3 separate regions of the Hordeum vulgare genome follow, and regions 1 and 3 are each linked to region 2. A link is a contact called in public Hi-C data. All regions are on one chromosome and are shown on one strand. Each heading gives the region's core, a stretch centred on a gene start, on an enhancer-like site or on the middle of the called end of the contact. The rest is flanking DNA. Distances are from core to core; before and after follow the strand shown.

Region 1 (3,591 bases), core at 254-2,753, 300 kb before region 2:
GCCATCTTCATTTTCATGTCTCCATTAATCAATGTTCGTAGATAATTTTTTTAGGTATTGCATATCTGTTTATTGATCTTCTGTAACTGTCATTTTTACAGGATAAACAGTGGAATTTATCTTTTGCGTTGGTCTGGAATAGTGTAGTGTGGCTTGTGCTTGTGAACTTCTTCATTAAGATCATCACATCGACCGCTCAGGATTATCGCAAAAGGCAGCAGGATGTAGAGATGGAGCTCATCACTGATTCCTCGTCCCAGAATCATTCTAAAACTAACTAACAAGAAACATGGTTGTATTTATTCAGCTGCACATTGCGAATATTCTCCTCAGTAGCCTTTTGCGCCCGGCTAAGCCCTTTGGGGATGGTCCAAATGCTGGTAGAAGTCTAAATGCTGGTAGAAGTTGTGTTCTTCTGTACAGTGAACAGAAACATGGGCCTCTCCAACCCGCCACAAGTGATGGCTGCGACTTTTTGTCACTGCGCCTCTACTGGCAGTTCCTGGAGGAGAATCAGTCCTGTTATTTTTTCAGGCGTCAAGTTGGATGAACTTTAGGGATTGTTTGTTTGTTTAGCACGATTTCATTACTAAGATGTATTTTACCAGCACCTTTTCTATACCTTCTTATGTTGGAAATACGGTAGCTGATAGGGCACCCGAGAGTACTCAAAGGTGATATGGTTTATTGTTACATTCACTATGCAAATGCATATTCTCAATTGGAGCCAGCTAGATTTAATGGAGCACTTCAACTAGTGCAATTTTACTCTGGCAAATAATAAAGCTGGTGCTATTAATACTGAGTTTCCGCATCATTTTTTTTAGGGTGGGAATCTGTGTCGCGTCGTCGATTCTACTTTCTCCGTTATAAGTCATCTTAAAGATTTCACTAGAGAACTACATATGGAGCAAAATAAGTGAATATATACTCTAATATATGTTTATATAGATCTGTACGTAGTTTGCTAGTAGAAATTCTAAAAAGACCTATATTTAAGATCGGTAGTTTGTTTGTTTAGGGAGTAAAACCGTGTCAGAAACTGTTACCTTGTGACTAAAACAGGCTGGGAAACGTGTGATTCCCAGCAATCACGTTAGCTTTTGTGAGCTCTTTGTCTTTTAGCTTGTGATTTTTAAGCAAATCGGGCGCATCTGAAGGCCAGTCATAGAGGTGAAAGGTGAGGTGCGATTACACATCATCTATCAGATAAAAATGCTACTGTAACCACTTTACACCCGCCAAAGTTGTCAATGCAGAAGAGATGGTCGTGAGCAGTTGTCCGAGTTCTCTTGGGCGTGCTCGCTAGACGGAATCTAAGCGCCGTGCACCACGTACGTAAGTTGCAGCACAAGCGGGGTAAATTTCGTCGAGATACTCGAGCAGGAGACTCCAAGGCGATCTCTACTGCCACGAGAGCGCACCGATTTCTAACTTGGAGACAAAAACCAGACTACTCGCACGATGAATTGTCATACCGACCTTCGTTTCTTCCAAACTTTGTTGTTTATAGATAATCACCTACACGACCCGGTTAGCGACCGTCTAGCGCCGAGGAGGGGGAGGGGAGGGACCCTCTCGCCGTCGCGAGCACGTCATTCGCCTCGCCGGTAGGGAAAACAAGGCTTTCGTTGTCCAGCACCACCGCAACAAACGTCTCCCATCGCATCCCATCAAAGTGAAGTGCACCTCAGTTCAGGCTTCAGACTCCTCCCGGCTCCCGCAGGCGCAAGCGAAGACGAAGCCACCCACCCCCCTCCTGCCCTCCATATATTAACGGGACGGCGGCAACGACAAAGCATAGAATACTAGCGCCCCCACTAGCCTAAGCCCCGAGCCTCCAATCCACCACCGGAGACCGGAGCCAGCGCCTCCAAGCGAGGGTTCAGGGCGAGCGGCGCGCATGGCGGCGGGCAATGTGGAGTTCGTCCGCGCGCGCAGCGACAAGCGGGAGTACCGCCGCCTGCTGCTCCCCAACGCGCTCGAGTGCCTCCTCATCAGCGACGCCGACACCGACAAGGTCCGCCCGCCGAAGCAGCTAACGAATGCTCGCCAGTTGATCGATGTTTTCTCCACGTGATTCACTCGGCGGCGTCGTCGTCGTTGTTGTTGTCTGCTTGCGCGCAGGCGGCGGCGTGTATGGAGGTCGGCGTGGGCTCCTTCAGCGACCCGGAGGGGCTCGAGGGCCTCGCGCACTTCCTCGGTGAGTTCCCTTCCCTTCCCTCCCCTACCCTCTCCGTCCACCCTCCTCGCCAGCCGCCGTCGCCGGCCATCTCGCTCGCCACACCGTCGTGGTTCGTTGCGTGGGCGCGCGTGATCTAACGGAACCGTAACCACCGGATTCCCGGAGCGAGTACTACTAGTACTTTCAGGCCAGGTAGTGGTTGGATTGGATGGGGGTTGTTCCGCTCGCTGGACCCAGCGCAGCGCAACGGCGTCGGCGTCAGATGAATCTCCTCTTCCCTTTTGGGATCCGGCTGGGGCGTCCTCCAATTTTGTCTCGGAAGAATCGAGTGACGGAGGAATGCTTCCTTGCCCACTTTTCCCCCATTGGGCAGTGCTTTGCCGCTTTAGGCGTTCCTGACCGCCAATGATGGCGTCGCAGATTTGCGGCCAGGTCAATGGATGCTTCTCCTTTTTCCAATCGAAAAGTTGATTGAATCGGTCCAGTGTCGCCCGGCGTGTTTTCACCGTCGGATCACGCCATTGACTTCCCGGGCCTCGGGCTAAAGTTCAGAGCATCCATGATTGATCTCAGTGGCACGGGCATCGGGCCGTACATGGTGTGCCTTCGCCGGTAGCAGAGCAGTACGACAGCCGGCTAGCTGAATGTCTTTCTTAAATGCTTGTCAGGTTTCCAGCCAAAACTCATTGATAACGTCAGTACTATGTGTTGCACATAATTCTGTTATTTTTTTTTTGAGAAAATTAGTTCTGGGTTTGTTGAACGGTCCAAGAGCTTCATGCGAGACACGAATTTGGTTGGGCGGGGACCATCGCTCCTGCAGGATATAGGAGCCTGTCGCTCTCCAGATAATAGCAGCCTGCTCTGCTCAACTGCCCATACATGTTGTTGCCTAGTACAGTAGGATCCTTGCAGCTTGCTGGATGCTCTCACTCCACGGGTCCCGCGTTGATATTTTCTCTGGCGTGTGAGTTCTACCCGTGGTAAACAGCACAAGATATAATTCTACTCGATACAGGCCCTCGTACACACGCAGGGCAGCACATAAACGCAAACTAATAGAGAGAGTGGGTCATTTTTGCTTCACAACTTTTATTTCGTTTTTGACTAGTGTAAGTATAGAGCACATCTGGATGTGTCCTAGACAGACCCATAAACCATTTGTATGGAGGATGCGATTAGCATGATGAATGTTTATCGCATCAAATCAAAACTGCTTTTCTCTTTAGCATTTATTTATTACCATGGACTTGCTTGCAGAGCATATGCTGTTTTATGCCAGTGAGAAATACCCTGGAGAACAAGATTATACAAAATATATCTCTGAGGTACTTCTCACTTCGTCATATGTTTGCTTGCAATTACTACTCACACGTTAATGCCAGGTCTGTAAGAATTTGAACCAG
Region 2 (3,689 bases), core at 274-2,773:
GACAGGGGGAGTTATCCTTGAGTTTCGAGTTCGTGCAAACAAAGAAGGGAAACAAAGCAACTGGCCCAGTCTCCCGGAAGTGGGCCAAGGGGGCGTGAGGAGGAACCTGCCATGACTCTAGAGTGCAGGAAGCCTAGGGTTTTTTGTTGACACTCGGAGGGCGATGGAGCCCTGGAACGGATTTCAATTTGTTTATAAAGGGTGTTACCTCCTTTGGTTATAGGGAGCGGTTCCATCAAGGATAGATAAAAGTACTTGCCTTCATTAAAGCACGTGAAAATTGAGAATTATTATTAATCTTTGTGCAGAATTGAAGGTTGTGGGTCCCGTTATGCTTCGATAACCATGAGTCGTGCAGGGACTAAATCATCATTCCATGATCGGAGGAAATAAGGGAACTCTCCTTGCAAGCCGAACACTCTGGGCGCGAGCATTAGAAGACCCTGCACATCGGCGTTGAAGGCCAGTTCGGGGGCTACTAAGGGAGTCCGGGACTAAGGGGTCCTCGCGTAGTCGGCTCGCTTTGTAGAGGCCAACTTAATGGGCCGTACTAACTAAAGGTCGAATTGTGTGTTCATCTCGTATTCAAGGAAGAAAGCACCAAAGACCGACGTTGTGTCCAAGTAAAGTAAACTAGGTCGGTCCATCCGTCCTGAGATAGAGGTCGGTTGTATGTAACCCTAGATCCCCTAGTGGATGTATAAATCCAGGGGTCCTCATCCATGTGGGGGGAGTTATCTCATCTAGGGTTTAGCTTATACGATCTCGAGGTAGATCAACTCTGTAATTATCGTCCACATAAATATAATCAAGCAGGACGTAGGGTTTTACCTCTTCAAGAGAGCCCGAACCTGGGTAAATATTGTCTTCCTACTTCTCCTGCAATCCATTGATCCAAGGTCCACAGTTCGGAACCCCCTACCCGAGATCTGTCAGTTTTGACACACACAGCAATACCTTCACATGTTGTTGTTCTTGAGGATAAGGTATGCAGCAATGCTATGTTTTATTTCACATGAATCTTTTGATCTTCAATTACCATGTGAAGTGTTGTTATGTTGTCTAAATGATGCATTCATACCAATGCGGTTACTGAAAAGGTGAAGGTTGAGTCATGAGTTGTCCTAGAACATTAACTACTGATGCTACTGATGACAAAGATATAGTCATTGTGTTTTGCAAAAAAAAATGATAATTGATGTTCATATATTATATTCCATGTCGATGGCTTAACCAAGTCTTTTTTCTTCTTCTTCAACACCTTCATCATTTCTCAATTGACGAAGTAACTAATGTAATTATGATGAAATGAACTAAAAACCCATCGAGTTATACATATTCAAATGAAATGCATACAAATAATTATAGTATATATCATAATACCAAAGGTCAAGATGATGTTATTGACAGGGACCAAATATTTATCGATTTTTATACAACAATAGAGACGTATACTACTGTATGATCAGAACAAGAAATTAAAGAAGGCACGGCCATTCTGTAGTAGTAGGATTTATAATCCAGCTCGTGCCTTGTTCATTGGTTTGTCAACCTTGGCCCCACCCCACGCACACTCCCTGTCCTCCAGACCTCCACCAAGGGCAAAGGCTCACCCAACCCACTCCATGGGGATCTCCGTCGCCGTCCCCTCCCTCCTCCTCCTCTCCGCCGCCCTCCTCCTGCCGCCGGCAGCTGCGGGATTCTCCTTCACCTACAACTTCACCGCCGTCTCGGACTCGGCCCCATCGGGCATCTCCTTCCAGGGCGACGCCTTCTTCAACAAGTTCATCCGCCTCACCCGCGACGAGCGCGTCGGGCCCCTCACCAGCAGCGCCGGCCGGGCCTTCTTCTCCCGCCCCATCCCACTCTTTGACCCTGTCTCCCGCCGCCCCGCCTCGTTCGCCTCCGCCTTCTCCTTCTCCATCTCCGCCCCCGAACCCTCCGCCGCCTCCGGCGACGGCCTCGCCTTCTTCCTCTCCCCGTTCCCCTCAGTCCTCCCCAACAGATCCGCTGGCGGCCTTCTCGGGCTCTTCAACTCCTCCGCCCGCAACGGGGGTCGCTCCCTCGTCGCCGTCGAATTCGACACCTACAGGAACGATTGGGATCCCAGCGACGACCACGTCGGCATCGACCTCGGGGGCATCGCCTCCGTGGCCACCGCCGACTGGCCGACCAGCATGAAGGACGGCCGCACGGCGCACGCGCGCGTCGCGTACGACGCTGAGGCCAAGAACCTCACCGTGGCCCTCTCCTACGGCGACGCTCCCCCCACGGACGTCCTTCTGTGGTACGCCGTCGATTTGAGGGAACACCTGCCTGACTCCGTGGCCGTTGGCTTCTCCGCCGCCACTGGCGAGGCCGCCGAGCTGCACAAGGTCCTGTACTGGGATTTCACCTCCAGCGTCGACAGCAAAGAGCAGACGGTGATGCTGTGGGTGATATTGGGATTGTGCGGATTCCTTGTTGTGCTGGTCGGTGCAGGGGTTGTTTGGTTCGTCAAGGAATGGAGGAAGACAGGGGAATGTGTGCCCTATGTCGACATCGACGATGCAATGGGGTACGACGAGCTAACTGACGAGTTCATCGTGCAGAGCGGGCCAAGACGGTTCCGTTATGCTGAATTGGTGGCGGCAACCAACAATTTCTCCGAGCAGAGGAAGCTCGGGCAGGGCGGGTTCGGTGCTGTTTACCGGGGGTTCTTGAAGGAGCTCCGTCAGGAGGTGGCCATCAAGAGGGTCTCCAAGGGGTCGACGCAGGGGCGCAAGGAGTACGCAGCCGAGGTACGCATCATCAGCCAGCTGCGCCACCGGCATTTGGTCCGGCTTGTCGGGTGGTGCCATGAACACCGTGGTGACTTCTTGCTCGTCTATGAGCTCATGCCCAATGGCAGCGTCGACCAGCACCTCTACGGCAAAGGCGTGCACCTCACCTGGCCGACACGGTATGACATTGCACTGGGCCTCGCGTCGGCATTGCTCTACCTCCACGAGGAGTGCCTTCAGTGCATCGTGCACCGCGACATCAAGCCGAGCAATGTGATGCTGGATGCCACCTTCAGTGCCAAGCTCGGCGACTTTGGCCTTGCCAAGCTAGTTGAGCATGGCAGCCAGCCCTACACCACCGTCCTGGCTGGCACGTTAGGCTACTTGGCGCCAGAGTGCCTGACGACAGGCAAGGCAAGCCGGGAATCGGACGTGTACAGCTTCGGCGTCGTGGCACTGGAGATTGCTTGCGGACGACAGCCATCGGAGCCCACGGCGGAGCCGAGCAAGGCAAGGCTGGTGCCGTGGGTGTGGGAGCTTTATGGGAAGAAAGCCCTTCTCGAAGCGGCGGACTGGAGGTTGAAGGGGGAGTTTGACGAGAAGCAGATGGAGCATCTGATGGTGGTCGGACTATGGTGCGCTCATCCGGACTACACGCATAGGCCAAGCATCAGGCAGGCCCTGAATGCCCTGAAATTTGAGGCGCCATTGCCTGTGCTAGCGCCGAAGATGCCGGTGCCGACGTTCTTCCCTTTGCCTGACTTGGCTGCTCTGGTATCATCAGTTGGAGGTGCGCAGAACCCAGGCGTTACTGAGTGCGAGTCATCAGGGGCTAATGCTGGCCAACGGTCTTCGGTGAGGGATAGACTTCTGGAGCCATGAATGTGGTGGATTTGTTGAAGCTGCTGTCGCGATGATTTTGTTTGT
Region 3 (3,322 bases), core at 206-2,705, 400 kb after region 2:
GGTAGGAGAAAAGATTGGAGTGAAAAGCAATTGGAGAGACTAGAAATCAAGGATTGGAGGTTGAAGTGGAATCCCCTTGATCTTTGTAAGTGTAGGTGGTTCTCTCTTATAAAATAGATATAATAAATGGTAGCTTCATCATGGTTGTTTTGTGTGAGCAGGTAGAGTGAGCAGGGGTATATATAGGTGGCTCCTAAATTCTAGTCGTTACACAAGTTTATGCACTACTCGATGAAACCGGGTAAAACCACTCGGCGAGACCGACTAGTACAAAAGTTCTGAACTTTAGGTATTTTGGTGAGTCCGAATGAAACAACTTGGTGAGACCGATGGGTGATGTTCTAAGCACTTTCCACACTTTGAACAGACCAACTAAAATCACTGAGTAATTTCGAGATAAAATTAATATTCTTCTCTCATTTTCGGTTTATAGGGCTCAATCTTAAAAAGATTAGGTTTTCGTTATACTAGTAGGCTCACTTTGAGTTCAAATGAATTAAAAAGCTTTGAGTCTCATGTCATATTTAATAAAAATGAGAGAATTAATGATCGTGCATGCATCTCATTCTTCATGCATCGTGCTAGCCCAATAAAAGAAAAGGATGTTGCATTTATTATCTCAAAAGTTGAATAAGTGGAAAATGTTTCATTGGAGAATTGTATCCACAAAATTCGTGTGATCCACTTATAATGTACCTTGATTAATGAGATTTTAGATTTAAACTTTATAAATAATAAAAAGGAAATAGGTAAGGGAAGGTTGGCACGTGCTCGTGGGACCGAAGGGTTATCTTGATGAGACGGGTATGGTTCATTGGCTTATAAACTGCACCGGGATATGTCCAAATTGTTAAATTATACGTTCTGCATAATTTGACTTCCAAATATTTTGAAACGTAATACAATTATCTTCAGCCCGAAATATGAGATGTTTTTTAGTTATATTACGACTCAACGCATTTTCACCACCGGGCCCGAGGTGCACGTGGACGCCCGGTCTCCTCTCCTCCCTGCTGACCACTCAAGACCGTGGAAGTATGTGCAGTTGACGGGGAAACACGGGAGGACTGGACGTGACCATATTGCCCCCATTCCTAGGATGCTACGATGTGTTCACACACGCAAACAAATCGGATGAGATTCGTTGTTTATTTCGTACAAAAACCGGATAAGATTCTGCCGCGTGCATAGTAATTTCGAGCAAACAAATGCACGTCAGGTCGCCTTGCTCCGTCGTAGTCGCTGGCTCGCAATGACGCAACACGCTAAAGTGTGCAGGCTGCAGCTACGCATACGCCCACGCGCCTACGCTATTAATAGACGCGTCGTGCTCGCGCAAGCACGCGATATACTGTGGCGTACAGTGAGAATCGAATCCCAGACCCCCGTATTCCATGTCGTACTGTTGCATCGGCCAGTTCCTGCGCGAGCTCATGCACAGCGGAGCTTTCATGTAAGTGCTACTTTTACGTCGACATGATGCAGCGTATCCGCGCGCTCTGGCCACCGGCCATGAGTTGTATAGTACTGCCTCGGTTCGTAAATACTCCCTCCATTTCAAAATAAGTATCTTAATTTTAATATAACTTTATATTAAAACTAGTACAAAGTTGAGACAGTTATTTTGGAACAGAGGGAGTATAAGTCTTTGTAGAGATTTTACTAGTGGACTACATACGGATGTATATAGACATAATTTAGAGTATAAATTCAATTATTTTGCTCTGTATGTAGACCCTTAGTGAAATCGATTAAAAAATTATATTTATGAATGGAGGGAGTAGCACGAGTACGTTTGTGAAGAGTCTCCGTGCAGTTCCGCAGTGTGCTGCTAGCAGTTGCATCAATCTGCTTCTGCTTGGACAACCTTTGCCGTACTGTTAGGCCATCCATTGATCGTAAACCGTACCATGTTGCTTCAGTGGGCGGTGGATAACTCTCAAGTTGCAGGTGCAGAGCGCGGCAATAAAATGGTACGCTTCGCTCGCATGCATTTCAGTTTCTTGCCGGCAAAAGTCCGTCCCGACGGCTCCGAGGGCGAATCGCTGCGGCATCGCGCTACAGCGGAGGATGAGGGCACGCGTGTGCTTTCACGGGCACGACAGGCAAACCCTTTGGTCCATCCGCCGAGAAAATTACATCTACGGTATCTGAAACTGATCTAAAGTTCAATTTTATCACTGCATTTAAAAAGGTCGAAATACACTTAGTGAAACGTGTCAGGTCACCGCTATCTTATCCAACGTATTTTGCTGACATGGTATGAGTTGACCAAGTTCTGCATCGTTGAATTCCTCATATGGTAAGCCTAGTCAGCGTTAAATCAGCCGCCACGTCATCTAACTCACTTTTCAAAAAAAAAATATCACTTAAATGGCCGCCACGGCATTGCCTCCCCCACGCCCCACCCCATGGCCGCCGCTGCCTTGTGCCGCGCCATCATGGCCTCTGGCTGGTCGCCGCTGGCGACCGCCAGCGAGCCCACCGCCGTTCCAGCCTCCTACTCCTCTTCTCCCTCTCCCGTGCTCCTCCTCTAGCCGGAGAAGAACAAGATTTGGAGCGTGGGGGAAGTTGTCCTGGGTCGATAGAGAGGAGGTGCAACACGCGTAGCTCGACGAATTTGGTGCGGTCCAGCCCTCCCGTGCTCCCCTCCGTTTCTCCAACCGACCTAGGCCGAGCTCTCACCTCTCCTTCGTTTCCCCAACCGGCCGGCGACGGAGCACGTGGACGACCGGCCGTGGGCACATGGGCGCGGTGCAAGGGCGTGTGGGCGCACACTCGTGCAGCCAGGGAAGGTGTGCGGAGGATGGGGTCGAACCGAGCTCGAGCTCTTCGAGCTTGTGGCCATGATGGCCATGGCCAACCGGTGACGGTTTGCTCGGGCACGACGGCTATGGCAACGAAAAAGGAGGGAAAAGAGAGGGGAACGGAGGAGGGCTCGCCAGGGGCTTGAATCCAAGCTCAGGAAAGACGGGAAAGGACCGTGGTAGTGGGAGTCGACCACTGACGGTGGCGACCCGAGGCGAGAACAGAGCGTAAGAGGGCGTCGTAGCCCATGGAACCGGGACGGAAGGGGGAGAAAGGGAAGAGAAGAGGGTGTCGCGGGCTTGTTGCTGTCGTCGGCCGACAGGGCTCCGACGGCGAGGTCGCCGGTTCGAGCGGTTCGCATGCGTCTTTGTTGGCTTTTGAACCGTAGATCAAATCATCATCAAAGTTTGTACTCGCAGTGTAGCTAGCAAGCTAGTAGCTTGATGGATGATTGATGGGTGGTCTGGCCGGTACATGGACGCGTACGTACTTGAGCTAGCTGATCGATTTCATC

The links. A called contact is a pair of places that touch in the nucleus more often than the background predicts.
Region 1: a contact with region 2 is called in a Hi-C map of seedling, with 4 times the contacts expected there. The contact joins the promoter of LOC123444561 here to the promoter of LOC123444564 in region 2. A contact is called at or near these places in 2 of 6 Hi-C or Micro-C datasets (leaf and seedling) and 1 of 1 datasets of contacts at active chromatin or transcription factors (embryo).
Region 3: a Hi-C map of seedling shows a contact between it and region 2, with 2.3 times the contacts expected there. The contact joins the enhancer-like site here to the promoter of LOC123444564 in region 2. A contact is called at or near these places in 2 of 6 Hi-C or Micro-C datasets (leaf and seedling).

What each region holds. Positions count from the first base shown.
Region 1 is chr3H:509,428,531-509,432,121 of MorexV3_pseudomolecules_assembly, forward strand. It overlaps LOC123444561 (insulin-degrading enzyme-like 1, peroxisomal), which reads left to right and starts at 1,504. Exons shown (of 25, transcript XM_045121330.1): 1 at 1,504-2,020; 2 at 2,128-2,203; 3 at 3,446-3,513. The coding sequence starts at 1,917. It overlaps LOC123444560 (vacuole membrane protein KMS1), which reads left to right. Exons shown (of 8, transcript XM_045121328.1): 8 at 102-805. The coding sequence ends at 281.
Region 2 is chr3H:509,728,451-509,732,139 of MorexV3_pseudomolecules_assembly, forward strand. LOC123444564 (L-type lectin-domain containing receptor kinase IX.1-like) reads left to right here and starts at 1,524. Exons shown (of 1, transcript XM_045121332.1): 1 at 1,524-3,689. The coding sequence starts at 1,626. The coding sequence ends at 3,644.
Region 3 is chr3H:510,133,321-510,136,642 of MorexV3_pseudomolecules_assembly, forward strand. No RefSeq gene overlaps it. Among protein-coding and RNA genes, the nearest start is that of LOC123441942, 180 kb to the left of the region's middle. Within about 2 kb of position 1,456, at least 3 of the 3 cell types and tissues checked have open chromatin away from gene starts, as enhancers often do. A contact at or near this core is called in leaf and seedling, where this site is marked.